Linked DNA regions of Oryzias latipes: region 1 is linked to region 2. The links are chromatin contacts, called in public Hi-C maps. All regions are on one chromosome and are shown on one strand. The core of a region is the stretch at or near the end of the contact, and the rest is flanking DNA. Distances in the headings are between cores, read along the strand shown.

The links. A called contact is a pair of places that touch in the nucleus more often than the background predicts.
Region 1: a Hi-C map of gastrula embryo shows a contact between it and region 2, with 1.8 times the contacts expected there. The contact joins the promoter of mettl6 here to the promoter of bbs9 in region 2. A contact is called at or near these places in 2 of 5 Hi-C or Micro-C datasets (fibroblasts and gastrula embryo).

What each region holds. Positions count from the first base shown.
Region 1 is chr16:26,172,816-26,177,223 of ASM223467v1, reverse strand. mettl6 (methyltransferase-like protein 6) reads right to left here and starts at 1,456. Exons shown (of 5, transcript XM_004078332.4): 1 at 978-1,456; 2 at 450-584; 3 at 1-139. The coding sequence starts at 1,250. It overlaps eaf1 (ELL-associated factor 1), which reads left to right and starts at 1,700. Exons shown (of 6, transcript XM_004078463.4): 1 at 1,700-1,948; 2 at 3,298-3,392; 3 at 3,728-3,864; 4 at 3,992-4,164; 5 at 4,324-4,408. The coding sequence starts at 1,846.
Region 2 is chr16:25,938,803-25,943,300 of ASM223467v1, reverse strand. It overlaps bbs9 (protein PTHB1), which reads right to left and starts at 1,788. Exons shown (of 22, transcript XM_011485713.3): 1 at 1,659-1,788; 2 at 63-179. The coding sequence starts at 174. nt5c3a (cytosolic 5'-nucleotidase 3A) reads right to left here. Exons shown (of 8, transcript XM_004078329.4): 8 at 3,540-4,498.

The sequences.
Region 1 (4,408 bases), core at 207-2,706, 230 kb before region 2:
TCTCTGGATGAACGGCGGACAGGACGAAGATAAGAGTGACAACATCCACGCTTCCCTCCGGAACATTTCCTGTCAGATCATCTTTGGTTAAATCACACTGGAAGGCACAACAGCGCTCAGGGCAGTATAGAGGGTTTTGCTGTAAAATAAAAGAACAAAAAAGTGTTATTTATACCATAAAGTTGATGTAGTTCCCTTTTTCTAAGTTATAGAAAGTGCCTCAAGATGGTTTGAAACTTCTACAGATGAAAAAATTAACATCTTTAGTGACAATTTGTGTGATATTTACAAAATAAAGAAAATACTTTGGTACTCAGTTTTACATAAGTTCAAATAAAAAAACTTTCTAAAATGAAGCAATATAAAGGAGGAAAAAAGGGAAGAAAATATAGGACAAGGCTTATAAAGACATTATAATAAGAACAAAGTTGTTGTGGGAAATGCCTCACTTTTACAAACTCAACAGCTCGTGGGGAGAAGTCACAGGCGTAAACAAATATGTTGAGGTCGTCCTCCAGCAAAGGAAAGAGGCAGTTTCCCACGCCGCAGCCAGCTTCCAACAAAACCAACTTCTGGGACTCAAACTGTGAAGCAAAGCACAAGAATAACTGGACATTAGTTTAATAAGCTTGTTTGGCCATCTGACCTACAATATTTTTCAGCATCTTAAACTTTAAAGAAGCATAAATAGAGTATAGTTTAATATTTTAATATTACATTTAAGTAATTAATGTGAATATATTATTCATATTAATATATTTTAATTTATTAATTAATATATGATTTAGGGTTTTAAAAAATGGCGTAATTACTAGATAATTTAACATTTATAAATAATCTGAAGAAGAAGAAAGAAATCCCTATTTGATAGATAGAATGTTCTACATGTTAAATAGAAGATTATTTATTTTGTGAGTATAAAACAAGAAATAGAAACAGATGAAGACTGGTAAGTCCATGTATAAAAGTAATCTTACCTCACGACACTCTTTGAGTTCTTCAAATTCCCTGGTTGTCCAGTGTCTGTCTTTGAAGAAATTTGTGGCGTTTCTTTTGTAAAACAAGTCCCAGTTTTTTCGAGCTTCTTTCTCCAGTTTTATTTGTTTGAACTCAGATACAAGAACTCGCTCAGTTTTGAATCTACCCTGCTCCTCCTGGGTTAAATCTCTGGAGGAAGATGTTTTCGTTTGTCCGGACAGGCATGTTGGTGTGTCGTCCGTAGACTCGGTATCTTCGGCTCGGTTCATCATATTTCCACGCTGCTTTAAAGTTTTTGGAGATTTTTTTCCGTCTTTCTTTGTACAAAGTCATTAATTTACGACATTTTCAGTTGTTATTCCTGAACATTTATGCAGTTTATTACGTTTTCAATAAAACAATATAAAATAAAAGGTTGAATAAGCTAAATCTACAATAAAAAACCCTACTTCAATTTCAAACAATTCTTTTCATTTCCTCTGTTGTGTACGTTCACGAAATCCTTCCGATGAGTGCACGTAATTGCATTCCGCGTTGCCATCTGGCTTTTTATATAAATTGTTTATGAAACTAAAATGTACTAAAATAATTCTGTTTGATAAAAAACTAATCTAAATGCAAATTATCATTTAATAAGACAACCAAGTTTTATCACAGTTTTTGCCGCCGTCTGATCTTAGAGGTAGTTCATAGTCGAACCAAAATCAAAAGAGAGCACAGTGACGTCAGGGATGTTTTGCTAACTGTTAGCTTCTGCAGCTAGTTTTATCTTCCAGTTGGATTATCCTGTTTCTTCCCAGTTGCGACTGTTAGCTCACTTCTTATTACCAATATACGTAAATGTTAGACTTTTAGACAAACTGAACCATGAACGGTAGTACAAACCCGCTGCTGGACAAAGAGGAGCATGTTTTGAAGCTCGGAGAAAGCTTTGAGAAGAGGCCAAAATCTTCCTTTCACACCATCCGATGTGAGCGTGAGACCGCGTTGTGTTTACAAGACCTTTAAGTTCTTAACAAACTCTGGAGTGCGGCTGGTTATCTGCTGTAAATGTAGAGGCTCTCTCTCCAAGACTCTCTTCAATACTTTTCAGTCATTTGAAGATAAAAGCAGTTTGTTTTTTTGGTTGAGCTTTTACACTTTATGCTATTAACTACCCAATACTTATTTTACTACACCAAAGTTTATCTAATTTTTTGTGAGAAACAAGTTTTTTATATTTGCCTCCAACCAGGACTCATTTTTTAGCCTCCAGCTCCACATGGAGTGGCAATTGAAATTCTCCTTCAAAATAAAATGCAGATCCTATCTGTTGTAATAAACACAATCTGGATTGTTGGGGCATAAATGCTGAATAAAACAACTGGATGCAGGGACAACGGTTTATAGTCTTCATCGTGTTTCTTGTTCAGTGTGGTATTTAGAGATATCCAGTTTTTCTCAGAGGATTCGTGTTGCTTTATTGAAGTAGATGTTTGAAGTAGATGTTTCACAATATAGGATTTATTATTGATACCAAAACACTTTTATTGTGACGCCTAGGCTTGGAATTGCATTTTATTTACACTAAAAAGCTTTTCTGTTTACTTTTATTAAAAAAATTCATACTGTTATTCACTCAGGTTCAATCATATTGTTTCCATGACCAGTTATGTGAAGACAGTTTGAAAAATGTAAACAAAAATTAAAATAGAAATGCAAAAAAAAGAAACGATTCAATTGCTTTGAGTCAAAGCCTGTGTTGTATTTTGAACTTGTGTGTCAAAATAGACTTTGGCTGGACTTGGGAGAGAAACCATCCGTGTTACAGAGCTGTTGTAGTAAAAGGGTTTTATGATGCATGTGATGTCCTATTTTAAACACTGACCTCCCCGCGTCACAGTATTCCATTTACTCATTAGTTCACTTTTAGATCTCAGTAAAAGTCACCTTGGGGCATTCTCCGGAGAAAGTGGTCATGTTAAATTCAAACTTTGAATGCAATTGATTTATAGTGTTATAAAACATATTCAATTTGTTTTGTACAGAACAAAAAATTATCTGTATTAAATTAGCATTTTATCTCATTTATTATAGTTGATAGAATTACAAATGCAGCCAGGGAAAACAACCCACATTATTTTTTTCATCTTATGCTAGTATGAAATTACTGTAATTGCTTTTTTGTATTTTGGTTGTTTTTCCCTTCCAGGTAGTTATTCTCCAACTGTAATTATAATTCCATATATGTGTGAATGCCAGTTCACGGTGTTTCCCTCTAAATAAAAAAATAGGCAATCAGGGAGAACACAAATTTGACTCGATACATTTCATTTCCAGATGACTTCAAACCAGCATCGATTGACACCAGCTGTGAAGGGAAGCTACAGGTCGGAAAAGGAGATGAAGTTACAATAACGTTACCTCATATTCCAGTAAGGCTTTCCTCTTTTTAACAATCTGGTCAGAGATGCATGCACATCATGATCTGCCTGATCTCTGCTGACTCATGTTTTCTGTCACAAAAAGGTCTGACAGCTGTTTTGATCAGTCACAGTGCAGTCAAAAAATCTAAGCAATCATGTGTCTAAAAAAATTATGTTCTGAATGTATCCTAGAATTGTGACTGAAAAAGTCTGTTTATCTTCACTATAACACTGCTCTTGAACAAGATGATGTAGTTTTTTTGATTTTGATGTAACCTTCTAAAAGGGCCCTTTTCCAAGCTTTAAATACATAAAACTGCAACTACCTGTTCTTTGTCTTTCAGGGCTCCACACCTCCAATGACAGTATTTAAAGGAAACAAGCGACCGTATCAAAAGGATTGCGTGCTCATCATTAATCATGACACGGGCGAATTTGTACTGGAGAAGCTCAGCAGCAGCATCCAGGTTAAGAAAACAAGGTGGGATGTCAGTGTCCTGGTTTCCAGAGTCCTGCTGACTTTGGGTAGTAGATGTGTATTGTCTATAAGATCTTTAAATTGCTCAAGATGAGGAAAAGTTGGCTGATGTATGTATCTGTGCGAACAGAGCGGAGGGCAGCAGTAAGATCCAGGCTCGGATTGAGCAGCAGTCGGTTCGTTCCAGCCAGCCCGGCTCTCAGTTCCGAGCCCCAACCAAGCCGGGAACTGGGATCAAAACATCCCCATCCCCATCTAAGGACAACCCCTCTCCAGAGCCTCAGCTGGACGACATTAAGAGAGGTGAGGAGGTTCCTGCACTGTTGGTGTTTTACAAAGTCATGATTTCTCAGAAAAAACCCTGCTAAAGATGACAAAGAATGAAAAACATTTGGACAAATGTGAGTACAAAAAAAGACAAGACCTTGAAATATGAAATGCTGATCTTGCTGCTGTCGACAGAGCTGCGGGCAGAGGTGGAGATGATTGAACAGATGAGCAGCAGCGGCAGCAGCAGCTCCTCAGACTCAGCCAGCTCCTCGGGGAG
Region 2 (4,498 bases), core at 539-3,038:
CACACACACACATGCAAGAGTTTTTTTCTGTTTGTGTGATTTTCTTTTCATCACATACTGACCATAACCTGTGCCACTGTTGTCCACATCACCCACACACAGGCACCCCTGATCGAACTCTTCCCCCTCGCCAAGAGTCGCTGACCACCAGTCACGGGCTTTGAACAGGGACATGGTGACTGAAAAAAATCATTGGACATCATTTTCTTAACATGCTTTTAAACAAGACATTTTCTATGACAATTTTAAAAAAAGAATTCACTGCATCAGAAAAACACACAATTTATTTCATTTGTTGAGCGAAGCTTGTTGGCCAAAATGAACAGATGTGACAATTCAAAGAAAAACTTAAAGGCTTGGAAAACAAATGGTACTCATTACACAACAATAGGGCCAATAAGGGAGAAGCAACATCATCTTCATCATTACTTTAATAACATTACTGCAGGTCGCTGATGTCAGAAACGGCATTTCTATGGTGACACAGTATTTTTATTCAGCAAAGTTCAGAGAAGCAGATCAGTATTGTTTCCTGGAAAATAGCACAGCATGCAACTCCTAAAGAAAACTAATATTTTCACAAAAATATATACTTTTGTTCCGTTTCTACACGTTATCAGGAATAAGAGAAAAAACATTAGATGACCTCAGAGCTAAAACCTTTGATTGTTATTCTTGAGAGTCATCTTCTAAAAGGAACATTATGGAAAACTATAGTTTCAGGTGATGTGTGCAGGAAAACTGCAGCCAAATGCAAAGGAGCCTGGAGGTCACATGACCTCAGGATTGAGCGTGTGAGCTCGGAGGTCGAAGAGGAGGGAGGAGTGGGTGGGGGCAAGCAGCTTTTCTCCTTGCTAAATGCTGAGCCGATGGAACAGGCTCTTAATCCAGAGAGAAAGAATCCTTCCTATCTACAGCACACGGCCTAAAAGATCTGAATGAGCATTCAAGTCCAGTTACTGTGAGTGAAATAAATCAAATTGGTTGAAAAAGCAAATAAAAAGGTTGAAACGTTAAATAATCTCAAAGGTTTGTGTTGAATAAGACCATTTTAAAGCAGAATTTGCATCTTTAGTTCTGAGACAAACTGCAAAACATAGAAATGCAGGTCTATGTAATCAGATTACTACTTTCTTAAAACAAAAAACATGTCATAAGTCACCAGAAATCAATCAAGTTTGCTTCAGATTAATGTGTTTCTAAATGACAAAATGGTCATTTTAAGGATTATGTAATGAATGACTTTGCTTTATGTTTAATATTATATCTGTTGAAGTAATATCGTCACAGCACTGCAGATTATTAAGTGAAAACAGCTAAACGTTTAACATTATTACACTAACAAAAGAAACACACCAAATTCTACTGGTTAACGGTTAAAATTCCCTTTTTCCTATAAGCTTTCATCTTCCTCTGTGTGGTAACCTAAGAAAAAAATACACTTGAGATCTGCGGCGTCGTGGGTGGCAACAGGTGATTTACCTGCAGCTAATACCAAGCCAGCTGATTTAACTTGTCTTTAGCTTAGCTGTGGCTACACGGCTAGCCCTCCAAGTTTCCTGGGTTAAAGCTAACACGTCCGGAGCACCGCTGCTAATTTCTCCACTCTATGTCCGTTATCGATGCAACAAAGCCGTCTTTGTTTGTGGGTTTCTCACCGTTAAAGAACCGCTTTTCCTCGTTCCACTTCGTTCACACAAACATCACATCTCTCACCCTCTTGGAGCCATCGTCCTGTTGTCATGACACTGACGCTAAGCGGAGGAGCTATGCGCTTGTGCGCATGAGCGGAAAAAGAGAAGCGGCTGATGGGTAACCGAGTTTCGTATTGCCCACCTGGTCAAGAGGTGTAAGTTTTTTTGTTGATAACTCAAATAATATAAAAAAAAATTAACTCACTTATCTATACATTTATTTGGAGAAATAAGACCAATTACATCAGAGAATCTAAACTAATTAAGGAATATAATTTGGGAGGTATGAAGAAAATTGATTCTGAATCAATGGTTGGAACTTTTAGAATAAAATGGTGAAAAGACTTTATAGCTAATCCTGACTCTATAGTTTCAGAGAAATTCCAATTGCTTTATTTGATAAAAAATGCAATATTGTCTTCCAATGTTCAAGTTAAACTACCCAATTTTAGTAATAGGTGAAAAAAAAACTTACTGAAAAAAATGTGATAATAAATATCTAAACAAACCCTTTAAAGGTCAATGATACCAGGACTTTAAAAGAAAAGTTAAATATAAAATAACTGACGCATCTGTCACATCGGATGCCCAACAATGGAAATTCATGAAATGGCCCGTAGTCCCCAAGATTAAAGAAATGCTTAAAAAAAAACAATTATTATCCATCAGCAGAGACGTTAAGGAGTAGATTTGGCTTTGAGGTTGATCCGTGTGATTTCTGTCATACAGCCTCAGAAACAACACAACAGCTATTTTTTTTTTTTTTCATGTCCAGTGACCCAAAGCTTCTGGCAAGATTTTCACAACTGGCTTAGTGAGAAAATTAACCTCATACAATTCACACAAGAAGATATTTTGTTTTGTAACAGTAAGTTGTCAAAAGAGACACCAACACAAGTGAACATCCTCCTGATTTTGGGAAAATGTCGTATTCATAAAAAAATTTGAAAAAAGATTGGCCGAATTTTCGGTGCTTTAAAAAGTAAGTCAGACTGTATTTATCCTCATTGAAATATGGTCAGAACTCAAATCTTATGACATTTGTAAATTTGCTACAGAATGGTTACTGATCTAGGGTACAGATTGTTAATTCCATTGAAATTTAATTTATGCTGAAAGATTGATATATTTTTGCATAAGCATACGTTTGTGTGTGTGTGTGCACGCGCATGTCTTTGTAACGATTGTATTTCAATAATGAAAGAAAAAGAAAGAAAAAACAACTTCCGGTTTTCAAAATAAAAGTGTTCAAAGTTGGTTAAGAAACAACAACGACCCTCAGCGATAAAGATTTTTTGTTACTGAAATGCCAAAATGTAACGCCTAACAATAGAAAATGACATAACTATTCATTCAAAGGTAAAAAAAAAAAAGGGGGGTTTTGTTTTTTTTTGGTTTAAATTTGTTTTTTTGTTTTTAAGAACGAAAGGGCCTTTGTGCACTTGGCTTACAGAAAACAAACTTCATCCTATATCCGTCCTCCATTTTTGTGGTTTTTTTGTTGGTTTGTGTCGTCTTTTCCGTCATTTTACTCAAGGCAATAAATAAATAATAATAAATAGAAAACAGAAGAAATTCGGGAAAATCTTAGTTTTAAGAATTCGATAATTTGCTATAATTTTATCTCCAAATTTTGTTATAAATAAAAAACAGCTTTATTTATTGAAACTTAAGAAAAAAAGTAATTATGTTAAAATTATGTTTATTCAGCCATCACGGAAAAGTCAATTTTGGGTTTCACTGTGACAAAATGGAAGTGAATAAAAAAAAAAATGAACAGCTGTTTTATTTCTAGTGAGTGAAAATTGACTCAATAAAAAGTGGAAAAAAAGAAAACTTACCCGGTTTAACGACCTCACAAAATACGTATTTATTGTATATTTTTTTAAAGCCATCAAAATCCATCATTTTATTTGAAAAAATGCACCCGTCAAAACCTGGTAACTCAGATGCAGTCAAACAATATGACTGTCCATAAACCTCACAATTACAGTTTTGCATTAGACTGCATTTAACAGAGATAACATTTTTTAGTCTCATAGATCTTTCACTTTAAACATTGAAGGCAACATGCAGGTGGTAGCAGCAAATATACAAGCCTGAGGAAAACTTTCGACACCACGTCAAACAAAACAGACATTTTTATTTCAAATCTACTGAAAAATGAATGTTTTTCGAGGTAGTGCTCAGCTTAAACACTTGTTTTTTATTGTTTTATTGTTACAGCAGTATTGTGTGATTTTACTGACTGTAAATCCTTATCATGACCACTAGAGGTCAGCATACGCATGACATGAAGACTAAAATGTCAGAGGAAGATGGACAAAAAATAAATCTACTTCATATATTTTTAATGTACCAGTAAATTAACCATCATCTGTCTGTAAAACTGACATCAAATGAACACATTTGGGGTAAAAAAAAACACTTTGTAAACATGGCATTTCTGCACAACAAGCGGGTTGAACAACCATCAAACTAAAACACGTACAACAAGTGTTCATCTTTTCCCTTCCAGGCAACACTTTTCTTATAATATTGTTACAATCTTGCATTTAAATAAAAGGCAAGACATTTTTGAAATACTTTTTTCAAATCCTTTATAAAAGGAATTGCTCTCTATTGTTTATAGAAATGCTGCTTTTTTCAGATTTTGTGCAGTTTATTCTTATAATGTTCTAATTTTGAAACAGTGACTAGATGAATTTGCAGCAGCTATGTCACATGATTTTAGACCTTGGTGAAAGGCATGCTGGGATATAGCTAAAACTTAAAGTCTTTTAAAAAATATCTATATTTAAGTG